2 separate regions of the Mus musculus genome follow, and region 1 is linked to region 2. The links are chromatin contacts, called in public promoter capture Hi-C maps. All regions are on one chromosome and are shown on one strand. The core of a region is the stretch at or near the end of the contact, and the rest is flanking DNA. Distances in the headings are between cores, read along the strand shown.

Region 1 (7,236 bases), core at 4,320-6,819, 2.8 Mb after region 2:
CAGCACTCGGGAGGCAGAGGCAGGCGAATTTCTGAGTTCGAGGCCAGCCTGGTCTACAAAGTGAGCTCCAGGACAGCCAGGGCTATACAGAGAAACCCTGTCTCGAAAAACCAAAAAACCCAAAAAAAAAAAAAAAAAAAAAAAAATTAATCCTACTAAATAAAAAAGGGAATGCTGAATGAATACCCACCTGCCAACCTGGCCTCCATGTTCTGCAAGCCCTCCTTAAGCTGGAGATTATTGGCTTCATGTTTTAAACCTTCTTCATAGGTTCGTTTGGCTTCCTCAAACCGGTTTAGGAATTCAAGGGCTGCTGCTTTTCTTGAATAACCCTGAACAGCCCCAAAATTACAGTCAATAGAGGTCACACAGAAGTAAATTCAGATCAATTCAAAGAGCCTATTAGGGTTTTGTTTTTATTCATTTAATGCACAAGGGTGTTCTCCTGTATGTGTACCATATGTATGCATGGTGTCTACAAAGCCAGAAGATGGCACTGGGGTGCCTGAGACTGGAGTTAAAGACACCACGTGGATGCTGAAAAAATTATACCCAGATCCTCTGGAAGAGCTACCAGTGTTGTTCCCAAAGGATTTGTCTCACCAGCCCTCCTTTTTATCCTAAGACAGGGTCTCATGTAGCTAAGGTGGCTTCAAATTCCACCTATCTCTACTTTCCAAGTGTTGGGATTGAAGGTATAAGCTAAACTGGGCAGTGGTGGCACACGCCTTTAATCCCAGCACTCGGGAGGCAGAGGCAGGCGGATTTCTGAGTTTGAGGCCAGCCTGGTCTACAGAGTGAGTTCCAGGACAGCCAGGGCTACACAGAGAAACCCTGTCTCGGAAAAACAAAAACAAAACAAAAAACCTGTTTTACAATCGATGGCAACAAACTTGAAGTAAGTGTTCCCTTCAAGGGGTGCCAGGGTAGGCTGGCCGGCCAAAAGGAGCAACCTATAGTCAGGACAGGAGGACCTACTAATTAGGAACTACAGACAAGATCCTTAGGAAACTGTACAGAGCAGAACTCTTCAGCTTACCTTGCCCCAGTCAGGCTTCAGGTCAACAGTCTTGCAGCCGTCCTCATAGGCCTTCTGGTAGTCTCCTTTCTTGGCGTAGGCTGCAGAGCGATTGCTGTAGAGCACATGGTTCTGGGGATCTAGTTTAATTGCCTCAGAGTAGCACTGTAAGGCATCATCAATGTTCCCAGCACTCAGGGCCTTATTGCCCTTCTCCTTTAGCTCATTCACCTGAGGAGGAAAGGCAGGCATCAATACAGCTTCACCCTACAGAACTGATTTCTCTCCCCTAGGGTGTTAGATTTTACTTATTCTTCCAAAGTATCAGCTAGTTGGCTGCTACTGATCAATAAGAGAAAAATGCTAATCTATCCATGTTCTTCTACACCTCTAGAAACTAGCAGAGAGAAAAACAAAAACAAAGCAGAGGCATGCTCAGATACATGACTGACCGGACACATGGTGGCACACACCTACACTCCCAGTACTCAGAAGGCTCAGGCTGAAGGAATCTGAGTTCCAAGTTATATAGAAACAGGGCCCTAATTAAATGTCTCAGTGTGATTTAAAAAAAAAAAAAAAAAAAAAGGGGCTGGAGAGATGGCTCAGCGGGTAAGAGCACTGACTGCTCTTCCAAAGATCCTGAGTTTAAATCCCAGCAACCACATGGTGGCTTAAAACCATCCTTAATGACATCTGACGCCCTCTCCTAGTGTGCCTGAAGACAGCTACAGTGTACTTACATATAAAAATAAATAGTAAATAAATATTAAAACAAAACAAAGAAGAAAAACAAACAAACAAAAAACCCTCAGGCCTGACAATCTAAGTTAGATACTGGACAGCAAAGGATGAAAAAGAACCAACCCCACCAAGTTAACCTCTAACAGCCATATGTGCACACCTGCATTCGCCCATCATGCCCTTAAGTCCTAGAAGCTTCAGAATAAGAGGATCCTGTTCTTCCATGCTCATTGTGGCTCTACTGCCATTTCCCATTATCAGCAAGAGCCAAAAAGTACTTACTGTGCTGACCCTTAAGGGTAGAGTTAGTCCCCACCAATGTTAGTCCCCATCCACTCATGATGTTATCAGGAAGTGGGTAAGAGGATGAAGACAAATATCATCTAATCCCATTCTCTCCATTTCCAAGAAGCTTCATAAAGTAAAGGAGGCTTGGGCTGGAGAGATGGCTTAGTGGTTAAAAGAACTGACTGCTCGTCTGAAGGTTGAGTTCAAATCCCAGCAACCACATGGTGGCTCACAACCATCCGTAATGAGATCTGATGCCCACTTCTGGTGTGTCTGAAGACAGCTACAGTGTACTTACATATAGTAAATAAATAAATCTTTTAAAAAAGTGAAAGAGACTTTGTCTAAGAGTACTGACTTTCCTTTCCCATAGTCAAAGCCACACCCCTAGTCTTTTGCCCCCTCCCCTTTTTAACACTTTGTGATAGGGTCTCAGTTGAATTTAGAAGGCTAGCCTTGAACATGAGATGAGATCTTCCTGTTCTGATCTCCCACTAGCTGAGATTAGAGGTCTAGTTGCTTTTCTTTTCATTATCTGTGTGTGTGTGTGTGTAAAGGGTTTTTCTTAGCTCTGTTGACCTACAGAAGGTCAAGAACGTCACACTGCAGAGCAGTAGTAGCCTATGCCTTGGGAGGCAGAGGCACACAATCTGAGTTCCAGGATACCTAGGGCTACATAAAAACTCAAATCTCCAAAGGAAAAAACAACAAACAACTCAAACAACCGGACATAAGGTACCTATGGAAAAACAGCTTCACAGCACCACCACCACCACCGCAGATTTTCCAAGACGGGTTTCTGCATAGCCCTGGCTGTCCTTGAACTCAGGGATCTGCCTGCTTCTGCCACCCAAGTGCTCGGATTAAAACTACCACAGACTCACCGCTCCCTTTTAAAGCCAAGAATAGAGTGAACATGAGTAGGATGTTACTTATGTTATTGGGATGGGCATGTAGCTCACTTGATAGCCCAAGCACCAGGTTGGACCCCAGCACCAAGCACAGTGGCATATACCTATTATTTCAGGATTTATGAGGTGGAAGAAGGAGATTGCTGTAGTGAAATTATTACAGCACCTATTATGGAATGATCATCTACTCATGATTCAGAAGACTGACATAGAATGTACTTCTTGCAAATGCGTTTAGAATCCCAAGGTACACCAATTAGAAACTTTCACAGAACAGAGGTCCCAATGCACATGTAAGCTGGCTTTTCTCTGCAATCTCAACACTTAGGAAGAGGCAGCGGACCCTATTCTCAGCAAAGGAGGATGACATGCAGGAGAGATAAAGGAACAGACAGGAAACTGCCAATATGACATTCCTTTACAGGAAGGTCAAGGGAGAAAAAGAGTACACAGTACACAAATATTCATCTTTGAGCTGGGCAGTGGTGGCAGAGGCAGGTAGAGTTCTGAGTTCAAGGCCAGTGTGGCCTACAGAGTTATTTCCAGGATAGCCAGGGCTACACAGAGAAACCCTGTCTTGAAAACAAACAAACAAACAAAAAAAAACCCCTCGTCTTTGTTTGCAGTTAGGATCTCTTTATGTAGCTATAGCTGACCTGTAACTCCACTATATAGACAAAGCTGTCTATCTGTCTGCCTCTGCCTTCCAAGTGTTGGGATTGAAGATCTGTGCCACCACACCGGGCATTAGAAATAATGTTTTGGGATTTTTTAAGACAGGGTCTCACTATACAACTCTGGTGGTCCACTTACTTACTCAGAGATCAGCCTGCCTCTGCCTCATTGAGTGCACCATCATGCCTAGCAAAATTAAATCTTAAAATATAAACTATGTGTCACTGTAGGAGTTACCTGGAATTCTACTCTTCAAATGTACAATTTTCCAGACAGGGTTTCTCTGTATAACCCTAGCTGTCCTGGAACTCTCTGTAGACCAGGCTCTCCTCAAACTCAGAAATCCACCTGCCTCTGCCTCCCAAGTGCTGGGATTAAAGGCTTACTTATGCCACCACCACCTGGCTCAAATGTACAATTTCCAATATTCAAACGCATTTGTGTATATGCTAGTGCATGGGGCAGACATTGGAAGTCAGGGTCTTCCTCCAACACTCTCCACCTTACTCTGAGACAGAATCTCAATGAATCTGGAGCTCACAGACAGGCCTGAGATGCTCGGGTCTCCCCTCCCCTCACCGATTTAGTGGGTAAAGGCAATCGGAACCCAGGCCTTCATCCTTAGACATCAAACGCTGAACCAACTGAGCCATCTCTAAGCCCAACGCTCAAATTTGTCATCTTACTGTAAGTTTGCAGTCCACAGGAACACTTGCACACTTGTATAATGGCTGGCAGGATTTTTCCCCACTGAGGAGGGTGGGGAGGATGGACGGGGTAGACCATAGCTCTAAATTCAGGCCCTGTGTTTGATCCCTAGTGCCACACAATGAATGAATGAATGATAATGAAAAACAACCTCTTTTTGTTGTAACAGAGCAAGGTGTTACTCATACCAAAAAAGCGTCTCTCTTGTCCGTACTGCAGTTACAGTTTAATTACTCCAAGGGTACAGAAAGTTGATTAACCTCTCCATTTAGTCTTATTAACAAGGTGAGAGGCCCCACGGTCCCTCACAGTGACTATTCCAGAACAAAAGGTTTTACTTTATACATCACAGTAAAAGTAGTAGTAAGCTGTGCTCTTTTTGTATGTGTGTGTTTGGATGAATCACAACGGTTCAATGACAGCTTCCAAGGTAACAAAACCTCTCCAGGCCTCAGATGCAGGCCACTGTAGCCTGAGCTAAATCACCAAGGTAAGGACGGCAGGTTTCCCTCTGTGCCCCAGATCAGATGCTGAGCGGTAGAGACAGGGACTTCTAGCTCCTCACTATCGGCTCACAACTGTCTAAAACCACTAAATCCTGTGTAATCGGGAACGGAATTTCCAAGGGTCGGATACTCAGTCACCCCACAGTCACTACGAAAAGTGGGGGGAGGGGCGACATATGTATGCCTCAGGGAGCCCTGGTGACACTGTCCGCGCCCGCCTTCTCTGCAGTCGCGCGGGTCCTTTTCCCGGGCGCACACAGATGCCGTGTACCCCGAAGGCTGCTGGGGTGATCGGTCACCGGATCCCTCCAAGTTCGCAGCGGCCGACAGGGGCCTCTCCGCGCTGAGGAGGCCCGGCCCCCAGAAGCTTCGGGGCCCGGCCGCGGCCAGGCCTGTTCCCGCTCCACTCGGCGGGTCGCGGGGGCGACGGGCGCTCGCCATTCTCCCCTCACACGCCCGACCGCGGCTCTCACGCCCGCGCCTCGGCCGCCCGACCCGGCCCCCCAACCACTCGCTTCTCCCCGCCAACAGGCCTGCGCTGCCCCGGGGCCCCGGCCGCCCCTCCCCCTTCACCTGCTCCATAGCCTGGCCCGGAACCCCGTTGAATCGAATTCGTCCGCTCCGCGTTCCCAACCGCACGCGCCGCCTTCTGGAACCTACTAGAAGCTGCCGGGACCCCCAGGTTACCGCCCCTTCCTCGCCTGCTCACTGGTTGAACACGTCCAGGAGGCTCTGCTCGCCCCTTTTATAGGCTTAAAGTTCAGTCAATCATCGTGACTTCTCTTTCATTGGTTTTTTACGGGTCTTCTCTTCAGCCCTGCCTCCTCTGCACCTCCGGATTGGACACTCCGCGGCAAGTCCCGCCTATTTCAGGGCTAGGCTAACTGAGGGAGGAGCGGGTCTTGACGACACGGATTGGTTGGTTAGTCCGTCAATTGTAGCTGGCCTGGCCGCACCCATTGGTCCTGTTCTTTCTGGAAATTTCCACAACTCTCATTGGGCTGAAGGACTCCTAGACGGAACCGCCTTTCAGAGGAAACATTCAATTGGGTGGATGGGTGGGGAAAAAAAAAAATTTGGCCATTCCTGGCGCTGATTGGTTTATGCCGCTGCCCTGTAAGGGGGTGCTCGGCTGGCTGGTGGTTCGTGGGGAGTCGAGCATCTGGCCCGGTGTCGCCTAGGCTTTAACTACAGCGTTACAAGCTGTTTTCCCTGAGTCTGAGACTGTTGGCCCGCGCTTCCTCGCATCCTGACTATTAGGCCCGGAATGTACCCAAAATATTGCGGGCTATGACGGGCCTGCGTTGAATGTTCCCAAAATGCTGCGGGCCACGACAGGCCTCCGCTTTTCCGGCAGTGTCCTGGCGGACCGGCTGCTTGGCCCTTACTCTCTGAACTCAGCTGCAAGCTTTGGTCACCATGGCCTGCCAGCAGAAATGCTACTTGGGTTGCAGGCTTAGCGTGTAGCTTATGGAACGACAGAGACTGATGATCAGGGGTCTGGACAGGATTTGTATAAGGAACGTGGGCTGTGCGGTGCCATGTCTGTGCCAGTAGCACCAATGCATACCCTCTCCATCCGGTTACCCCTTATCTGTTCACTTATGCCTACCTAGTTCTTTCTCCTGCCTCACTTAAGATCGGAGGAAATGAGCGGTGGTGGCATACAGCACGCAGGAAGCAGAGGCAGGTGTATCTCTTAAGCTAGCCTGATCTACATAGTGAGGTCCAGGACAGCCAGAGCTATCCATACCAGAACTATATAGTGAGACCCTGTCTCAAGAGAGAGGGAGAGGGAAGAGGCAGAGTGCTGAAATTACAGGTGTGAGCCAAATGTGGCAAGAGTACTTTTTGGGTGACTGGAGATAGAAACAAAGGTCTTGTCTGTGCTACACAAGCCCTCTACCCATGAGCCTCCAACCTTCTGTTTGACAAAAAGAAAATACAAAGGTTAGGTTTTTTGGTTGTTTTTTTTTTTTTTTTTTTTTTTTAATTACAAAAGGCATGTATACAAAGTGCATGATTAAGCCAGGCATGATGGAGTGGACCTTTAATCCCGCACTGGGATGGGGGCTGGGGGTTAGGTAGATCTGTGTGAGTTGGAGGCCAGCCTGGACTACAAAATGAGTTCCACGACAGCCAGGGTTCTGTTACACTGAGAAACCCAGCCTGGAAAAAAACAAAGACACCACCACCAACAAAAAAAGTGCATGACTGCAATCCCAAATTTTGGGAGTTGGAAAAGGGAGGGAGATCAGAATTCAAGGCCAGCCTGAGCAAATGAAGAAAAAAAAATGGAAGGAAGGGGAAGGGAAGGGCTTGAGATGGCTTGAAAATGTGGTAAAGGGTGTTTATTCCCCAACCAAGCAAGCCAGGCAACCTGAGT
Region 2 (7,221 bases), core at 2,151-4,650:
TTGCCAACTCTGCCCCTCCCTCACCCATCACATTTCTTGGGTCTACTTGCCATCTTCCAGTGGCCTGCTATCTGGAAGGTCAAAGGAGGTGGCAAGCTAGCATCCCAATCAAACTTTAACTCACTGAATACTGGAAGAGGAGAGTAGCCATGGTTAAACCTTCCTGTACCTTGGCCAACTGGAACCCAGGTCCCTGAGTCCCAGCCTCACCCTCCACCCTGCCTGCTGCTCTTGGAGCTGCGTGGCTGGTGCCCAACAGTCTCTCCCACTGTGGCTGAGTAATGGCATTTAATAAGTGTCCCGAAGCCGGGCAGTGGTGGCGCATGCCTTTAATCCCAGCACTTGGGAGGCAGAGGCAGGCAGATTTCTGAGTTCAAGGCCAGCCTGGTCTACAGAGTGAGTTCCAGGACAGCCAGGACTATACAGAGAAACCCTGACACCAAAAAAAAAAAAAAAAAAAAAAAAAAAAAAATCCTCAAACCCAAATTCTTGAAGGCAATATTGGGATTTCATCTTGTTTGTTACGAGACAGGGTATCCCAACAGAAGCTGCGAAAGCAGCCTAACAGGACAAAGGGGATGATTCTCTCTTCATGAGGATGCTTTCTGGAGCTGGGGGCACGTATCTAGTTTCTCCTGTAGCCTCTCCCCTACCCCCACTCCCACTCCTAGCTTGTTGGAGTTGGAAGGGCCCTGCCTAGGTTCTGAGAGCCAGCACGGGTAAGGAAGGGAGGACAGGCACTTCACTAGCTCTTTAGCTGGAAACCAGAAGACAGCACCTGTCCCGCCCCACCCTGCTCCACAGAAACCCTGGGGGGGCTCTCCTGATTCACTTTCCTTTCTTCCTTCTCCCCCAAATTCCAGCAGCCCACCCCTATTGGGGATTTGGCAGGAGGTGAAGTCTTTACTCTGTCCCCCACCCCACCCCACCTGGCAGCTTCTTGCTTGGTGCCTTTGCCCAGACATGGCAGAGGGGCACCGGCAGCTTGGAGATGGAGCTGATTTTCCCTTTGGCACTGTAGAGTTGGGGGGTGGCCCTCACTGGGTGATGGGAGAGGGCAGAGAGGCAAGTCCAGACATGGGGCTAAGGGAGAATTTGACTTTCTTAGAATATGGGGTCACTACATTAAGAATCAGAAGGCAAAGAGGGTGCCCCAGGAGCCATGTGTAAAGCTGTTTGTCTGCTCGCAACCTGGGCTGAATCTACTGGGAACAGCTGCCCAGTTTCTGCAGGCCAATGCCTCTGAGACACAGCTGGGTGGAGCAGGTCAGCACTCCCCTCTCCAGCCTCATTGAGAGGCCATTCCTCCTCATTGCTGTCTTTCCCCTTCTGTTGCTACACTCTCCTCATTCTATTGTCTCCCTGTGTCTCCTCTCTCTTTTCCCAGGTCCCTTCTCCTTTCTTTTCTCTCCCCTTCAGCCCTCCTTACTTCTCTCTTCATCCAGGCGGTTCCCCCTGACTCAGCAAGGTGCTTTATAAGGTGCTGAGGGGCTCAGCCAAATCCAAACCACATTGTCTGCAAAGCCTTTCTTTCCACCAGGGGTGAGCTGTGGAGCTGCACAGCCCAAGCCGGGCTTCCAAGCTGCTCCCCTTCCCTTCCTTGCTCCCTTCAGAAGGGGTGGTAGATGCTAGGGGGACCTCCTGGTCCACTCTGGGTCACTTACTTGTGGGCATCTGCCTTCTTGACCTTGGCAAGCGCACCAAGAGATGGTTAGGCTCACTGGCCAAGAATGCCATTGAAACTCCAGAGCCCTGGCTGGTGGGGGGTGGGGAGGTGGGGGAGGGAGGTCTAAGCACTTTTCACAGGGCCCCTCCAAGGCACTTTTCATCAGAGCAGCTACTGATGCTCTAGACTTCCCTGCCCCCACCCAGACCAGCTCTCCATTCTCAGCTTTTTCTTCTTGTTCAGAAAAGGGGGGGGGGGGTGAGGGAGAAAGAAAGGAAGGGAAAGAGGGGAAAAAAATAGAAAGAAACACCCCAACAACAAAGTCTGTCCCACTCCAGTGAGGTAATTGAAAACAAATTTTTTCCCAACCCCCCCACCCCCCCACCCCAGTTCTCCAGTGCAGAACAGGGAAGTGCCGCCCTGGGAAACTAGCACTGGCCATGACTGATGCCCACGCTGACCCACAGGCTGGAGGGGCTGTGTTGGACTGGCAGAGTGCCCTCCTTTCCCAGGGGTCCCAGCAGAAGTGGGGGGGGGGGTGAATACCTCATGCCATTCCAGAGACAGGCATCACCTTCCACGGCTGGCTGCCACCGCTATCTACCCCTGGTGAGACTACAGAGAAACAACACAGCAACTTATCAGATGACTTAATTGGTGGAATGCTTCTACAAGCACCCAAGACTTGGGGACCAAATGACTGTCCCCCAAGAAAAATCACAGAATGGGGCTGCCTCCAAGCCCCAGATGACAGCTGTTTCCTCTGCACTAGCTCTCATGCTCCCTCGCTCTCCCTGGCAGCCCTCTGGAGAGGGAGGAAGGAGGAGGAAAGGAGACCCTCCTGGGAGGGTCTAGGCTTATGGGTCCCCTAGGTCTCCCACTCAGAAAGTCCCAACCCAGGCCTGAGGGGAAGGAGGGAGAATGCTCTTAGCCAAACCACCCCTACCTCACCACCGGAAAAACCAACAACCCAAACCCCCAAAGGGAAGAGGATGCCAAATGTCTCGATGGGGAAGCTTTTCACTAACGGGATGCTGGGTCTATCCATGGCCTTGAATCTTCGAGTTCCCGCTGAGTCACCCGTGAAGCCTCTGGTGTTGAAACTGGTCCGGTGCCTTGTGCTGATTAATGAATTACAAATCCCCCACCCATGTGCACTCTCCCTGGTCACCGGGAAGAATGAAAACCCTTGTGAACTTGACTGAGAAGCTGGGCCCTGGTGCCCTCTCCCCTCCTCAGGGGGCATTGTGAGCTGGTTAGTCACCTGCCCCAGCCCCTGGCGCCACACTTAGCTCTAGCTTTTGGAAGTGGGACAAGTGGCGGGACAATAGGCAAGGGGGGCGGTCAGCCCAGACAAAGGGCAGCAGGAAAAACACCATCACTTGCTTGGAGGCCAGCTTGCTGGCATTTGAGAGAATGTGTCATTGCATTTACTCAAGTGGGAGGGGGAGGGAAGGTTAGAATGAAGAGGCAGAGGTAGAGTGGGTACAGGGACCCTCAACCCGGCAATGAGCAGAGGGAAGAAGGCCAGCATGCCTTGGCCGACACCAAGGAAGAAGCCCACACCAAGGCCAGCTCCCTTTCCAAGCTCTCAGGAGTTTGCCGAGGGACGATGCCCTCCCTGCCCCCTCCCCCAGGAGGCCTAGGGTGGTACCGTCGCAGCCTTGCCTCACCTCACCACCCCCCCCCTCAGTGTTGTGGGAGGGAGAGGAGCCCCAGAAGCCCTCCCTTCCCTCCTCCCCCCTCTTCCCCCCACCCGGGGAGGGCTGCTACAATTTGTGGTTACAGCTTTACACGTCAGAAAAAAAAAAGTTTGCAGAATGTCCCACACCGAAAAAAAAATGCGAAACCGAGAGAAAAAAACCTGCGAGTGGGCCTGGCGGATGGGATTATTAAAGCTTCGCCGGAGCCGCGGCTCGCCCTCCCACTCCGCCAGCCTCTGGGAGAGGAGCCGCGCCCGGCCGGCCCGGCCCCCAGCCCCATGGACCTCCGAGCAGGTAGGAGCCAGGCGTCCGAGGCCGAGGCCTCCGCCCCCGCCCAGCACCAGTGAGATCCGGTTCCCGTCCTCCTCCCCACCCTCGGAGCCCCAAGCCCGGGCCGGGCCGGGGAGCAGAGCTCGGGCTGGGGAGGTACGGCCGGGCGCCCTCGAGAGGGGCCGGGTGGGGACGCGGCATTCCTGGAGTCCGCTTGGCGGAGCCAGGAGGTGGCTGAGAACGCGGCGGGGAGCCTGGACAACCCTCAGACCTGGACGGGCGGCCACCTGGAGCCGCGGCGAGGCGGGGTCCCAGGGAACCCGCGGACACAGAGCCCCGCGCCAGAATCGGGGCGAGCGAGTCCGAGGCGGGCAGCGAGGGTGTGGGGGGGGGGCCGCGGCGCAAGGGAGGAGGGGGCCAGGAGAGGAAGAGGGAGGGAGAGAGGCAGAGGGGGAGCCCGCGGCCGAGCAGCGGGAAGCGAGGGGGAGGCCGACACCTCGGGCCGCGCTGAACTCCTTCCTCGGCCCGCGGGGAGGGCAGGAGGGCGCGCGAGAGGAGGGCGGAGGGCAGAGCAAACCTAGCTGGGCCGGGCCGGGCCGGGCCGGGCCGCCACGGGACTCCGGTTACTACGCTGCGCGCGGCGTGGCCGGAGCCCTCCATGCTGCCCACCGCCTGGGAGCCAGAGGCAGGTAGGCGCGGCGGGGTGGCCGGGGCCCCGAGCCCGCGGTGGCCTGGGAGTGATTACTGCAGGAGGGTGTTGTGGGGGAGACGCAGCCTGGCCGGACCCAGCAGGAAAAAGTCCGTCAGCGGCCGGGAGCGCCGAGACTGCCGGCAGCCCCTCGAGCGGCTGCCTGGCTAGGCGGCCCGTGGCAGGAGGGCGGGCCAGGCAGGGAGTGGACGCGCCGGAGCGGGCAGCGGCTCAGCCGAGCCCCGAAGCCCAACGCCCGGACCCCGCCTCCGCCCCCGCCGCCGCCGGGAAGGGAGCGAACGGGGGGGCGGGGCCGGGGGCGCCGGGGCCACACAAGGGGAAGGCGCCATCGCCGCCGGGAGGGGTCCGAGATCGAGAGGTCACGGTCGAGAAGGTAGGGCCAGCGAACTGCCAACTTCCACCGCCCCAGTTCTTGGAGCTGATCCCCTCAAGCAAAGTCCGCGTAGCTTCTTCAAAGTCCCCACACCCATGTTCTCACCTACCTTTCTATTACACTGGGGTGCAGAAGGCTTTCCTCTAGGAGACCCCCAATCTCCGTGTTCTCCAGAGCCTAGGAGCAGGAAGAACCTGCCAAAAGAAAGGAGGGCAGACAGGAGGATGGATGTATATGGCAGCGGCAGACCGAATCTTAGAGAGAGACTAGAGGTGGGGAACATCATTCACACCTCTCTCTCACTTTCTTCTTCTTCTTCTTCTTCTTCTTCTTCTTCTTCTTCTTCTTCTTCTTCTTCTTCTTCTTCTTCTTCTTCTTCTTCCTCTCTTTCTTCTTTCTCTCTGTCTGTCTGTCTGTCTCTCTCTCTGAATCTGAGCAGGGAAATCTCTGGCTTTCATTGTCCCTGACAGGCATCTGTCTCAGTCCAGTCAGTACACACCACCATCCCGTTCGCCCCCCTCACCACCAGCCGAAAGTTCTGACTTCTCTTAACAGTCAAGGTGCACCCTTATAGCTCTAGTGTCCGGTAGCCACACTTCAAGGAAGAGGAACAACTAGAAATGGAAGCTGGTGTCCCTGGGCAACCTCAGAACTGTCTGCTGACTGGAGTAATGGGCTCCCGGCTGCACACCCAAGTGTCCAGTTCACACTTCTGCAAGCCAGCCCTACACACTAGCTACTGATTCCTGACACTTCACATTCCTCCCCATAATCCCACCTGCCTGTTCACACCCTGGCTCCTGCACTCTCTGCAGCCCCTCCCACACCCTCCTGTACATCCTTGACCACAACAGCCTTTCCAGTTCACCCGCACACTCGCTCTGGGCTATTTCCTTCGCTTCTTTTCCGGCGGCCTCAGAGGGCTGCTGACCAGAAAGCAGTGGCTTTCCTCTCATCTCCCTGAGAAACCCAGGGCCCTCTTGTGGCATAGTGGAGCAGCTTTTCCCTCAGCCTAAGCGCAGCTCCCGGACTCACTTCACAAGGAAAGACTTGCCTTGCCTGCTGCTTCTTTCCCCTGACACCGGTCCGTCCATCTTTTGGACTAGAAAGGAAGAGAAGGGGGGAAACAGGACTGTTTGAAAGGACACCAAGATGGAGCCCCATAGGATTCATCTGGGAGGAACCTTAGCACAGTGCAGTCTCCTATGGGAGCCACTGCTACCAGGTGGGTTCATGGTAGAGCTCGGTCTCCTGGCTTCCAGGCCCTACCTTCATTCCTCACCAGCCATGGGGAAGGGACCTGAGACTGCAGAAGTGAGGGTGGAAAGACTAGGTTTCCGTGGGCCTACATGGATCTCACCACTTTTAAACTACTCCCTTCAGTTCCCCTCAGTGTACTCCAAAGTCACCCAGATGCTAGTTCTGATATGGACTGAAGGTACGACCTTTCCTTCTGGCTCCATATTTAGCCTAGACTGTATAACTTCTGGGCCCAACATTAGGATTTACAGCTGTTAGCCCCTGGACCCAGATGAAGTCTACCCCATCTACCCTGGACATCTGCGCTGCTGAGCCCCCCACCCTTACTGAGGGTGGTCAGCCTGTGGGATGGGCCAGGAGCTGAGGGGAGGCTGCTGCCTGCCTATGTAGCATGTGGGGGTGGCCTTTGGACTTGCCACGGATAAGGCAGTGTGTGTGTGTTCATGAGGGGGGCCTGGTTTCCCAGGGCCCAGGGATCTGGATAGAATTAGGGGCTGGCCCTGGCAGGGGCCAGGATAGGGAGTGTAGGGGTGCTGCAGCAGGAAACGTGAGCTGCACTCATTAGCTCCTCACGTGCTCAGCCGGATTTATAAACACAAGGAGAGGGGATGTAAACAATCAGTGGGCAGCAGCCAGGGGGGGTGGTGCGGGGGACCAGGGCTGGGGGAGGGGGCCTGGGATGCAGCCTTATGGTGGGGTCCACCTGCATACATCATGAGCTAGAGAGAAAAACCGAGCTGGGGGTCTACCAAACCTACCCCTGGGCATGGTGAGTCCCCGGCTCAGTGCTCATACTGAGGTCAGGTGTTCTCTGTCCAGGCCTTCCAGCTTGGCTGCCTGAGATATGGGCACATATTGTCCAAGACCAGAGCTGTCATAGGACTATACTTCAACTCCCCTTTCACCTCTACTGGTCTCCACTTTGATTTCTACGACTGACTACCATGCTTCTTTCTGCTTCTCTTTAGAACTGGCCAGTAGGCTCCCCTTCTGTTCTCCTGTGTCCCCCCCCCCCCCAGCTTGCAGTGACATAGTTACCTCAGAACTGAAATATTCCTGGAAACACCGGACTCGTCTGGTTAATTTCATGAGCTGTTTTTCTGCCCAGATGACTTAGCTTTTGTTTATCCAAAGGCTTTTTCTCCCCTGTTGTCCCAGTGTAAGGAGCTATTCTCCCCAGAGATGTCCCACAGGGCCCAGAAAGGGAGGGAGAAACAAGTTTCACGCTAGGTTCCTGACT

Evidence for each region. Promoter capture Hi-C pulls out the DNA fragments that hold promoters and counts their contacts.
Region 1: a contact with region 2 is called in a promoter capture Hi-C map of liver, with 4 times the contacts expected there. A contact is called at or near these places in 2 of 39 promoter capture datasets (both in liver).

What each region holds. Positions count from the first base shown.
Region 1 is chr19:7,034,457-7,041,692 of GRCm38.p6, forward strand. Stip1 (stress-induced phosphoprotein 1) reads right to left here and starts at 5,570. Exons shown (of 14, transcript NM_016737.2): 1 at 5,424-5,570; 2 at 1,040-1,249; 3 at 191-332. The coding sequence starts at 5,432.
Region 2 is chr19:4,210,838-4,218,058 of GRCm38.p6, forward strand. It overlaps Clcf1 (cardiotrophin-like cytokine factor 1), which reads left to right and starts at 3,401. Exons shown (of 3, transcript NM_019952.5): 1 at 3,401-3,663. The coding sequence starts at 3,648. Gm45928 (predicted gene, 45928) reads left to right here and starts at 3,588. Exons shown (of 4, transcript NR_132309.2): 1 at 3,588-3,663. LOC102631992 (a long non-coding RNA gene) reads right to left here. Exons shown (of 4, transcript XR_003952884.1): 3 at 2,213-4,915.